Linked DNA regions of Mus musculus: region 2 is linked to region 1. A link is a contact called in public HiChIP or PLAC-seq data. All regions are on one chromosome and are shown on one strand. Each heading gives the region's core, a stretch centred on a gene start, on an enhancer-like site or on the middle of the called end of the contact. The rest is flanking DNA. Distances are from core to core; before and after follow the strand shown. Region 1 has its middle 62 kb from the start of Gm26578. Region 2 has its middle 28 kb from the start of Gm22140.

Region 1 (5,589 bases), core at 2,195-4,694:
TTCATTATAATAATACATATTAAAACAATATTTGTATTATTTATATTATATATAGTAATATATATATATACACATATATATATTCTCTAAACCACCCAGAAAGCCTATTTTAACATTATTTATGTCTATTAAAGAGTTCTAGTTTCCGATTGTGTGTGAGTATAGGCATGAACATCCTACAGAGTTCACGTTGAGGTCAGAGGACAATCTCAGGTGTTGGTCTGTATCTTCCCTCTTACTTGATATAAGGTCTCCACATTGTTTTTCTGCTGGATAAGCCAGGTTAGCTGGCCTCTGAGCTTCCAGAAAATGTCCTGTGTCACCATCCCATCTCCTCCAAGCAGTGCTGGGAATATATACACTCTTGTTACCATGTCCAGCTTTTACCTGGGTTCCAAGGAATTAATCTTGGATCTTCAGGCATATGCAGAAAGCATTTATATCAGCAGAATCATCTTTCTTACCATTAACCTCTGCCTTCAAATTCTGTCATAAATGCCACCACCACCCCTAGCAGGATATAAAAGCTAGGATCCCCATGACATGAAGGGCAATGTGGGTAATGTTTGCAGGTCACTATTTGTGGGGTTGCTCTTTGTGAATCCTACCCTAGTACTTCTGAAATGTGCCTTACTGGGTGCAGCCATCCCTGCTAAGATAATGACGGAGGCAATAGCCACACCTCACCTCTCAGATCAGTTCCTTCTCACATACCAGGAGAAGTTCTCCCTTCCACCAGTTCATCCTGAAACTGACTAGAGACCTGACTGCTGTATGTTTAAATTCTGCGGTTTCCTTTCTACCTGCCTCACGATCTTGTTGTCTGCTGGGACCCTTTTGCCTTATATATAATTCTCACCGTCATTCACAACCAGCTACCCATTTGGGTCAGAAGGAATAGGCCTCCTGATTTTTAATAAGGATAGTCTTACAAATGAAGAAAGGTAGCATTTTAATTGTTACAGATCTTTGCTTTGTTGTGACACAGAAGTTGACATTTACCTGATGCTGCTTATATCCTAGACACCAGTGTGTTTTTAAAGAGACTTCAGCTCCCTGGGTCTTTAAAGGCCGTATGAACATCAGATCTATCTATGCCTGCTGGCTCCTTCCATGCAGACATTAATTCAGTTTCCATTTAACTCCTATCAATGGCCTTATCTTTCCTTTTTTTATTATTATCTTTCTCAACAACAATAGGATTCTTTATCACTGTGGCTTAGTCAGTGGAAGGACAGACTGCCCTAGCCTGGTGTTGCTTTCCCTGGACCCAGTGGAGCCTGTATTTTCCCTCTGCATCTTGCCATTTGTCAACACTTACATTTTTGGTAGCTGCTTTAAATTAACAATTCTCACAAAATTATTATGATTAGTGATCTGTCACCATTAGCCATAATACATGCTGTGATCTTCCAGTGGCTTCAGGAAGACCACATCAGGCCAAACATTTCCATGTGAGGTTTATTGACAGAAAGAGGGGCAAGGTGGCAGTGGAAAGAAAAGGGGGGGGAGGGAAAGGGAGAGGGAGAGGGGGAGGAGAGGGAGAGAGAGGAGGGGTGCCTTTCTTTATATATGGATGGTGATATAGTCACAGGTAAAGGTAAGAGGTGAGTCAAGTGGATTCTGGGAATATGGTGACTGTTGCCTTGGCAACGATGTGCTGGTCATGCCCATGTGATGTTCTGGGTTTCCGAGGTCCTGATACCAACAATACGGAACATTTGAGACAGTCCTTCTATTTACATTTTATTTTTGGAACTAACTTGTGTTAGGTAAGCACAGATGACTTGAATAGTGACTTGGCTTTGGTAAGGCCTAAAAAATCATATTTTAAAAAGCCAAAGAACTTCCCTCTGTGGTGGTTACAGTACTTTAATTCAGTAAGAAGGGGAAAAAACTTACTCTTTTTTTTCTTAAGTCTATCAACCTAACAAAATCTCTTTCAACAAAATAAACAAGCTAGTCATTCATTCATTCATTCATTCATGTTCACAAGACAGGGATTTTTCTGTATAGCCCTGGCTGTCCTGGAACTCTCTCTGTAGACCTGGCTCTGCCTACATCTGTGTTTAAAGACGTGAGCCATCAGGACCCGGCTAACAAACTATTTTAAATCACAGCTAACTTGTCATTTTTTGTTGTTTGGTTTTTTGTTGTTGTTTTGTTTTTTCGAGACAGGGTTTCTCTGTATAGCCCTGGCTGTCCTGGAACTCACTTTGTAGACCAGGCTGGCCCCGAACTCAGAAATCTGCCTACCTCTGCCTCCCAAGTACTGGGATTAAAGGCATGCGCCACCATGCCGGCTTGTCTTATTTTTTTTAAATTGAATATTTCATTTATTTACATTTCAAATGCCATCCCTTTCCGGATTCCCCTCACACCTACCCACTCCCTCCTCACCACCCTAGCATTCCTCTGCACTGGGGCATCAAGTCTTCACAGGACCAAGAGCCTCCCCTTCCATTGATGCCAGATGAGGCCCCTTCAGCTCCTCAGTCCTTCCCCTAACTCCCCTATTGGGATCCCTGTGCTCAGTCTGATTGTTGGCTGCAAGCACCCCCATCTGTATTGGTAAGGATCTGGCAGAGCCTTTCAGGAGACAGCTGTATCAGGCTCCTATCAGCAAGCACTTCTTGGCGTCTGCAATAGTGTCTGGGTTTGGTGTCTGTATGTGGGATGGACCACCAGATACGGCAGTCTCTAGATGGCCTTTCTTTCAGTTTCTGCTCCACAGTTTGTCCCAGTATTTCCTTTAGACAGGAGCAATTCTGGGTTAAAATTTTGGAGATGGGTGGGTGACCCCATTCCTCAATGTGGGGAGTGGGCATGGCTAAACTCTGAATATGGTCTTCACAGGTTCTCCCTTCCCTTTGTGGGGTATTTCAGCTAATGTCATCCCCATGGGGTTCTGGGAGGCTCTTGCTTTCCTGGCATCTGGGACTTTCTGGTTGCTACCCCTAGAGCCCCATCCCCCATTGCTACACACCTCTGTTCAATTTCCTGACCCTCTGTACATCTCTTTCATCTCCTCCCATACCTGATTCTTCCCCTCTTTTCCCCCCTCCCCCTCTTCTCTTTCTCCTAAATCCCTCCCACGTTCTACTTCCCATAAATAACTCCTTTAAGGAAATACAGGAGAACACAAGTAAACAGGTAGAAGCCCTTAACTCGTCTTTTTTTTAAAACCCATTTTTAGCCATCTCTTTGGGCTGCTTCTCAAGACAACTGGTGTCTTAATATAAAAAGGGGAAACAGGGCCCCTCCTGGCATCTTTGGTTCTAATCCTAACCATACAGAAGACAGATAGGGGGATCTGACTTCTTCCTTTTGGAGCCATGACCCTGAATTTGCCCAGGCAGCTTCCAGCTTCCAGCCAAGGATGCTCCTGCTTTCAGAAGCCCTAGGGGTTTCCATTTCCATAGGGCTTATCCAGAAAGAAATCGTGTAGATAAAGAGGGAGGGGCGGTTACTCCCACAGATCCTGTTTGTGAGTTTCTGGCCTTTGTCCTCTATTTCTCCTGATATCAGTCTTTCAATGCATCTTTCGAAGGCTGTGTGTGTGTGTGTGTGTGTGTGTGTGTGTGTGTGTGTGTGTGTGTGTGTGTTGGGATTTCTGAATCAGTGTTAATACCACAGTATACTTACAAGACCAGTGTTTAAGCTTGTGAGCAGGCTGTGGAGTCATCTCTCTTTTTTGTTTTCTTCACATTTAGGAGAGGATTTTACAGGTACTATTTGTGGGAGAGCTTGATACTTTCGGTGTGCATTTAAGTGTTGTTGTTGCTGCTGCTGCTGTTGTTGTTTTGTTGTTTTATTTGCTTATTTGATTCCTCCCTCTCCTGCTTGCATCCCCTTAAAGAAACACAGAGGACAAGCAGGAAGGGATGGGAGCCACCTGGTAAGAAGTCAAAGTGAGCTCTCACTAATTTAATAACCTCCAGATATTTTTGAAAGTTCTTCATGGAATTCTAGTAGTTTTCCCTTGGTGGGTTTTGTATTTTTTTGTTTGTTTGTTTTTGTTTTATTACTGACAAAAAATGGGTAGGAAATTTTAAGGTATGGGGGAAAGTAGAGAGAATTCTCTCTGCCAATTGATTTGAATCTACTTTAAGTTTAAACACATTACTGGATGACTAAGCCTTATTAGTCAGTAGGAAAACCTTACTGTTAGTGGGATTAGAGGTAGCACAGGAGAAGTCTCCATTGGAGATTTCTGTCTATCAATAAATCAAGGGTAAGTGGAAAAGAAGAAGAAGAAGAAGGAGAAGGAGAAGAAGAAGAAGAAGAAGAAGAAGAAGAAGAAGAAGAAGAAGAAGAAGAAGAAGAAGAAGAAGAAGAAGAAGAAGAAGAAGGAGCAAGAACCTGAAGAAAAAGGAACACTCAAGGGTTGGTTCTGAGAGACTTTAGGGTCACAATGAAAGAGACAAGAGATTCTTCACAGACCTTCTCTGGAGATACTGTCTCCCGGCTTTGCTACACAGAGATATAAGTGTCATCTACTCATGGTGAATGTTAGCACCAAAAAGACCTAATTTATTTTTCTGCTTTATGCAATCATAGGGATTAAAGGTGTAACTGGTAATATAGTTATAAAAAATTCATTACCATAAGTCATTCACTAATTTTTTAAAAATAGATAATGTAGTTTTGTATTTATACACACACGTGTGAGCCTGCATGAGTATATTTGCAATATGTGTGGGCAGGAGTCCAGAAGAGGGTGTCGGACCTTCTGCAACTGGAAGTACAGGTGTTTGCAAGATGTCATGGAAGTGCTAGGAACAGGACCTAGGTACTCTGTATGGACAGTGAGTAATTTTTGCCACTGAGTCACCTCTCCAGTGCCAGATTTATTAATTTTTTTCTTTACTTACGTAATACTGAGGCAGCCAAGATGAGTGTGGGAGAAAGTGGGTATGATCTTTCATGGATAGGCACCACACACTTTTCTTTCAGGTTGATAAGATATTTTCAGTTTGGTTCAGAAAACTCTGTGTCCTGTAGGACTGACTCTCTTCAACAGTACACAAGAGTTAGCAACGAATCCGGCATTTGCTGCTCACAATAGAGGCCTCTCTCCTTGCCTGGTGTCTTGATATATGGCCTGCTGTAAATATTGACAGTTATGTTGCTGGAAAGAATAACACGGAGAAGGCTTTTCTTGGGCTTCCCAATTGCATTTCTTGGTTAATTGATTGGCCAGCTGTCTCTGCCGTCTCTTGACCTCCACAAGAGCCAGCAAGATTGATGGTTTCAACAGGCCTTTCATAGCGCACTGAAGCATTCAGATCTAGCTTTTGTTACTTTGGAAACACTAAGTTCTTGTGTGGTGCGTTGTTTAGATGGACTGGGAGGATGATGAGTCGGGAGGCAGACAAATGCCCAACTGCAAGACAATGACTGCAGATCAAAGGAGCCGTAGAGATGGGGAGTTCATGAAATGTGAATACATTTCCACGGGGAGGAGTGATGCTCATGGGAGCAAAATGCCAATCAAGTTAAATATTCATTCCAGCCACGGGTCTGGAATTCTCTTTCTGGGACGTAGGCCTCTAGGAAGTTTCTTCAGCTTTTCAAGGTCTACACAAG
Region 2 (5,976 bases), core at 1,054-3,553, 140 kb before region 1:
GTATTAAGCATTTATCCTTCTGTAAGACCGTGAAGGGACAATGGTAATAGGTAGATTGCTGCTCCTAAGGTCTCAGTTGAACTTTCTTGGGCAGTGGTTCTCAACCTTCCCAATGTTGTGACCCTTTAACACAGTTCCTCATGTTGTGGTGACTTCTAACCATGAAATTACTTTCACTGCTACTTTATAACTGTAGTTTTGCTACTGTTATAAATTGTAATGTAAGTATTTTTGGAGCTAGAGAGTCCAGGTTGAGAATCGCTATTCTAGGGCATGATGAAAGTAGCAAAGGAGGTTTGTACTCATGCTGTGACTTTCTACCAAGAGAAAACTGTGTCCTATTCAGTTCCTGGAGGCTTACCTAGAGACTCCCGTGGTAATGCACATGAAAACAGAAGCCAAGACACAGGGCCTTGTATAAGAAGCCAGTGGCTAGATGAAGCATGTGTTGAAGAACTGTATTCAGGGGTCACAGCATTTGAAAAGTTGAGAACCACTGCCATAAACCTTGAGTCATAGACTAGGAAAATGCCTGTTTCCTAATCAACTTTCCATCCTATGATATAAATGCTTTGTAAAGGCCCAGGAATTTTGCTTACTGTTAAATCCCTGCCACCTCATGTGTTGGTGACCCACACCTGACAGTACCCATTCTTACACTGCAATGCTGTATATATCTGTTTGTTGATCTCTATGAAAGAGTCAGTCCTGACATAGATAACAGTATCTGGGAAATGCATGGACTTGATACACTCATCAAACCAAAGAAACCATGTACAAGTGAATCAAGACTGCATTTGCCATTGAGCCAAGGGGTTAAATGTGCCATTTCAATTCCAGCTTTACTGACATCCTTTATGTGGTCTGTGTTTCCCTGGAGGGTGCAGAATATAGAAAGCCACTGTGGACAAATCTGAAAGAAGACTGTAAGCCGACATAGAAGAGTCAGAGCAGAAATACACAGCAATCTTGACAATGAAGGTTGTGGAGGCACTGGGGCATCCGTCCATTTTCATCCTGGAACTTCTGTGAAGGACGCTCCATCTTGGGGTTAGAGAGCCCTAAGAAAAGCCTGGCCTGGGCTTTGGCAAATGCAGATTCCTTGAGAGACCTGGTAGCAGGGAGGCAAATTTTACCTCTTTTTTTCTGACTTGGAAAAGACAAGCAATTCCTTTCTCCTTTCTTTCCAGGTAGGGCATTGGCTTTTCAGAGCAATGTTATGCAAGGTCCCTAGCCAAAAGTGTGGCACCCAACATCACCCTCTCTTTACCTCACTTTGATCTGAGGCTTGAAACTCCACTCATCACAGGCTTACTGGGATTGCCAGCGCTCCTCTTTCAAACACATTAGGAATCTTAAATGATTTAGTGGAATCTTTCTGAGACAGTTGTATCTGAAACAGACTGTTCAGGCTTGCAAGGGCAAAAGATATTCTAAAAGAGAAACTTCTAGAATAATATTCCCAAACAGAGTATTGGGTCCCCTGAATGAATGGAAGTAGAAAGTCACAAATAGGGTAACCCCTGGTGTGAGTCAGGCGAATCGTGCCCTATTTGTACAAAGTGGTAAATTCTGTTTGCAATAAAAGTACTAGCCTATTTTTTTTTAATTCTAAACAAATATTTCCCTCCGCTAGTCAGCTGAATTAGTGGGAATGATGCGTTCTCTTTCTCTGTAGAAGTCTGTAAACATATTTCCTCAGTGGGAAAAACAGAGCTATCTGGAATGGAAGAAGGGACTGGCATTTGAAGCTTCACCGTAAGAAATGATTTTTTTCCCCAGCATTCAGATTTGAGTTTTAATATGTTATTGGCTCTGGGAATCAAGATGCCCCAGAGTAAGTATGTATGAACAGGCAGAGATGTGCATTTTAAGCGTGTTCTTTGGGGATCATAATCAGAACATAGGCATCATTTAAGGAAAGGCAAGGAAGACGACTTTCTTATGTTCTGCACAAGTTTTCTATTAAAGATACCAGATGCTCATCGTTGAGAAAGATACAGCCTCCTCTCCTTGATTAAAAATTAAAGCAGAGACCTCAAATGCTCTGATTTAATAACCTATCATTTTTAAATTTTTTCCCTGCAGTTGTTTTGATACAAGAGTTAGAAATCATGAGGACAGCCAGCTTAAAACTGCAGAGCACAACAAAAGGCAGGAATGAGAATAGATAAGGCCTCTCCCAACCTTAATTATCTCCTTCAGGAAGAGGTGCTGTGGAGATTGTTGCCTGCTACAGCTTAGCTGGGTAACTGTTAGCAGTTGTGAAGCCTGCTTTCCCTGAAGCAGTAGAGGGTGCTATGCGGACGTAAGTGAGGAGATGCTGCATTTCTTGTCAGGGACTTAGGCACCTCTCTCTCTCTCTCTCTCTCTCTCTCTCTCTCTCTCTCTCTCTCTGAGGCATCTGCTCTTCACAAAAAGAACTGAGAAGAGGAGAAGAAGAAACGAGTCCCAAGGTTATACTGAAGGACACAGCTGGATTATTCACTCCTTAGAGAGCACAGAAATAAACCCTTTTGCAATTCTGGTGAGGTTTGGCATTTCTAAGTACTTGGGAAGAGCTAAGGGTGTGGGCAGCTTTAAGAAATGATAAGTTTGAGAATTTCTCTGGAGCTTAAGACTGAGACTTTAATCTGTCTGAAAGCAAGATGTAAAAATTTGGAGTGCAGTAATGCTTGCAATTACAGGAGACTTTTTGACGAGCGATGAAGTAATTCCTATAATTTCATTAGTGGTTTTTTTTTTTTGTTCTCTCTCCCTCTCTTGCTCTTCAAGTTTTTTATATTTTATACATTTGATGACAATCCAAAATCTTACCAAGATGGATCTGAAATACATTCTGACAAAATTATCCTGAGTTCCTTTTAGAGGCATCTATTTCAGAGCCGGCCAGCCCTCTGCCACTAAGACTCCTATGAATTCTTTAGCAGAAGGAGACATTGACTCTTGGAGGTTAAGGAACCCATCCAAGTCAGCCAGTTGGTTCACGGCAAGTAGGAGATCCCAGTATCCTTGTTCCTGGTTCAAAGCTCTCCCTGCCCTAAATCTTAGCATTTCATATGGTATTCTTACTGCATTCTGTCCTTTGAGAATGTAGTATTCACTGATTTACTCGAAGAAGTCTTGCCCCGTTCTATGATGGGCTGAGAAGGAAGCTAAACATCACTCCACAGTTCCGTATACAGCTTTGTACCCATTCACACCAATGTCAAGTCAGCCACCTTCTGTTCAGCTGCCTTTTCCTGACTCTAAACCCCCGGCTTCGTGACTGATTTCACTATTTCGTGTCAACAGTAGAGTAAAGTTCATCTGACTCAGAGTAAGGGAAGTGGGCCAGGTGGCCAGGGTTGTGTAACACCTTCCTCACTTGAGACAGGGCAAGAGTGAAGAGCCGAGGCTGCCTGCCATCACTGATGCTGCACACAGAGGTGAAAAGTTCAAGGTCCCAGAAAACCCCTAGGCTGATACCCGCCGAAAAGCTACTTTGATTCTCTGAGAGTGAGCAGAGATGATGCTGGCAGGAGAACCATAAGGTGTTCTCTTGGTATGCCTTCCCTGATGTGACAAAGCAGAAGAAACGGGGGTGGGAGGGCAGGTGCTTCCAGAGACATGGCGGAGACAGGACCAGTCACACCCTGGTCATCTCATAAGAGTGAACTCCTCGCCTGCCAATCTCAGAAGATGAAAGCCGTGCAAAAGTTTGTAGTGTGTCTGTGGGGATGCACTTGGGAATTATTCCTGGACTGCACAAAGTATATGGAGTCTTAAATCCAACCACCTCTGTGAGAAGCAGAGGAGACTCAATAAACTTCATGAACAGGCAGGAAAGAGTGTCTTCTTTCCGTGTGTACGAAGTATCATAATCGGGGAGTGCTCCAGCAGGGAACAGCGACTGGAAAGAGGATGCTCCTGAACTATGGAGCAAGTTAACAGAGGGTGTGGACTTCTGTGCTATTTGATCATCCCAGATGACACCCATGAACCTCAAAGGAGGTGCTCTTTTGTTTTGTCGCATCTCAGCTTTCTGTTGTTGTGCTAAAGTAAAGGATATACGATTTATTTAGTACATAGCAAATCATGGAACCTATTATACTCAGGAAAGGACACAGGCAGGTTTAAAGAGGGCTATGTAAATTACACAACCGCCAAGGAGTAATGAAGGAAATTAGAAATGCTTTGACATCGTGCCTATTTTTTATGCCCTTGTTATTCTAGAGGTTTACCTATGTCTATTCATATAGATATTCAATTAATATTCATGTGAAGTAATATTTTCCCACAGACTACCCATGAATGGCCACTTCACTTACAGAGCATAATATCTGGCTATGCCCCTCCCAACCCCCCGGAGGGAAAGAATGGTATTTGTGAAAGAAGCCCGTTCTAATCCTGCCACTTGAGAGTTGTAAGACAGAAACCAAGCTTTTTCTCTCAATTGTAAAGCAAAAACTTTGGTGTGTGCCCGTATTGTGCTGTTAGGATTTTTTTTTCCATGACAAATGTCAGTGGACCTAGCAAGTGATTATGGCTTTGAAGGAATAGCATGGGCCTTTCTCTATTCTCTGCATGCTCAAAAATGAATGTCTGTAGTCATTACTATCATTATCAGTCCATGCTATCAACTTCTGAAACACTTTCCAAGCCAGTCTTGTTACTATCTGGTTGGGAAATCAGTTTGTCCCTGACTATGTGCATATGGCTACAAAATGCATGTCAAACTCATACATCTCTGGCATATGTGTGTGTGGTTTTTGCCTTGGAATTTCTTGAGTATCCTTGTTGATAGTATTACCAGCAATCTGTATCTCTGGCTTACAGGCAATTCACACTAGTGATACATCGCTGCATTACCCTGAGAGAATATGTTTACCGTAGCAAGTTTCATTGCTTTCCCCCTACCCCCACCCCTGCATTGCATTGTTTGCTTTTGCTTGTTTGAATTGGGAAGCAATTTCCTTCCTAAAAGATATGGAAATCCTCTGTGTGTGTGTGTGTGTGTGTGTGTGTGTGTGTGTGTGTGTGTGTGTGTTATTAGCAAAAGTCATCAATGTGTTAATTCTCAGAAAAAAAATGGTTCTTTCTAATAATATCCTATGTAACTGATATTCTATGTCATTTTAAGTAACCAAAGTTTGATGATACCCAAGAAAGACACAACCTCCATTAGAGTATTGCCAATTAAATGAAGCTGTGCTCCTTGCTTTTTCAAATTCAACCCGTGAGCCAATTTCAAAATGGCCTCATAAATCACCAAGGAAGCCTGACTGTTGCTCACCCTGCCTCCAAGTTTGACAATATGCCTTTATAACTTACATTGATAATGATCTCTCGAGGGAGTCAAAAGTGTTCTAAATTTTGGGGTTCTCTTATGCCTTTAGACACCTCACCAGAAGGGTAACTAATGCTGTTGGGTTCTACCAACATCATTTTCACCTTCTTTTTAACCTCGTGTGGCTCAGGCATTAGAACATGTTTAAAACTAATGAAAAAGCTTAGACAGTGGTGGTTTTCGCATCCTTGTTTTGTTTCATTTCTTCTTCTCTACCACATCCCCCGATAACGATTTCCACGGGCTGGAAACAGTGAGGACAGAAGTTCTCACTGGATATATTTTAAATGGGGTTGATAGCTCCGCAAGTGATCTCATAGCCCCCAAAGCACTTTACACACTGAGTAATCACTTCAGACACTAAATATAGAAAATATAATCTTTAAAACCATCACAAATAAATCCATATTTGAAACTTAGTCTACCACAAAGTGTCTCTGCTTTTGATGTAGCCTTTAAAAATCGTCATGGATGCCCTGATGGAGCTGGCTTCTTGTTACTGCTCTTCTTGTTGGTTTGATTGATTTTCTTCATGATGCTTTAAGGTATACCTCACCCTCTTAGTCATTTTGGTTATGTGGAAGCAGGATGCTGTCATGATGGGAACGGTGTACCCAATGATCTTCATCTAATTCCTTACTGGATTA

Evidence for each region. HiChIP or PLAC-seq counts read pairs in DNA pulled down with a chosen protein or histone mark.
Region 2: an H3K27ac HiChIP or PLAC-seq map of extraembryonic endoderm stem cells shows a contact between it and region 1. The contact joins two enhancer-like sites. A contact is called at or near these places in 1 of 484 Hi-C or Micro-C datasets (nephron progenitors) and 2 of 115 datasets of contacts at active chromatin or transcription factors (extraembryonic endoderm stem cells and trophoblast stem cells).

The regions. Positions count from the first base shown.
Region 1 is chr8:32,068,921-32,074,509 of GRCm38.p6, reverse strand. It overlaps a transcript of Nrg1 not described here. Among named protein-coding and RNA genes, the nearest start is that of Gm26578, 62 kb to the right of the region's middle. Within about 2 kb of position 3,444, at least 4 of the 459 cell types and tissues checked have an H3K27ac peak or open chromatin away from gene starts, as enhancers often do. A contact at or near this core is called in extraembryonic endoderm stem cells, where this site is marked.
Region 2 is chr8:32,211,623-32,217,598 of GRCm38.p6, reverse strand. It overlaps a transcript of Nrg1 not described here. Among named protein-coding and RNA genes, the nearest start is that of Gm22140, 28 kb to the right of the region's middle. Within about 2 kb of position 2,303, at least 16 of the 459 cell types and tissues checked have an H3K27ac peak or open chromatin away from gene starts, as enhancers often do. A contact at or near this core is called in extraembryonic endoderm stem cells, where this site is marked.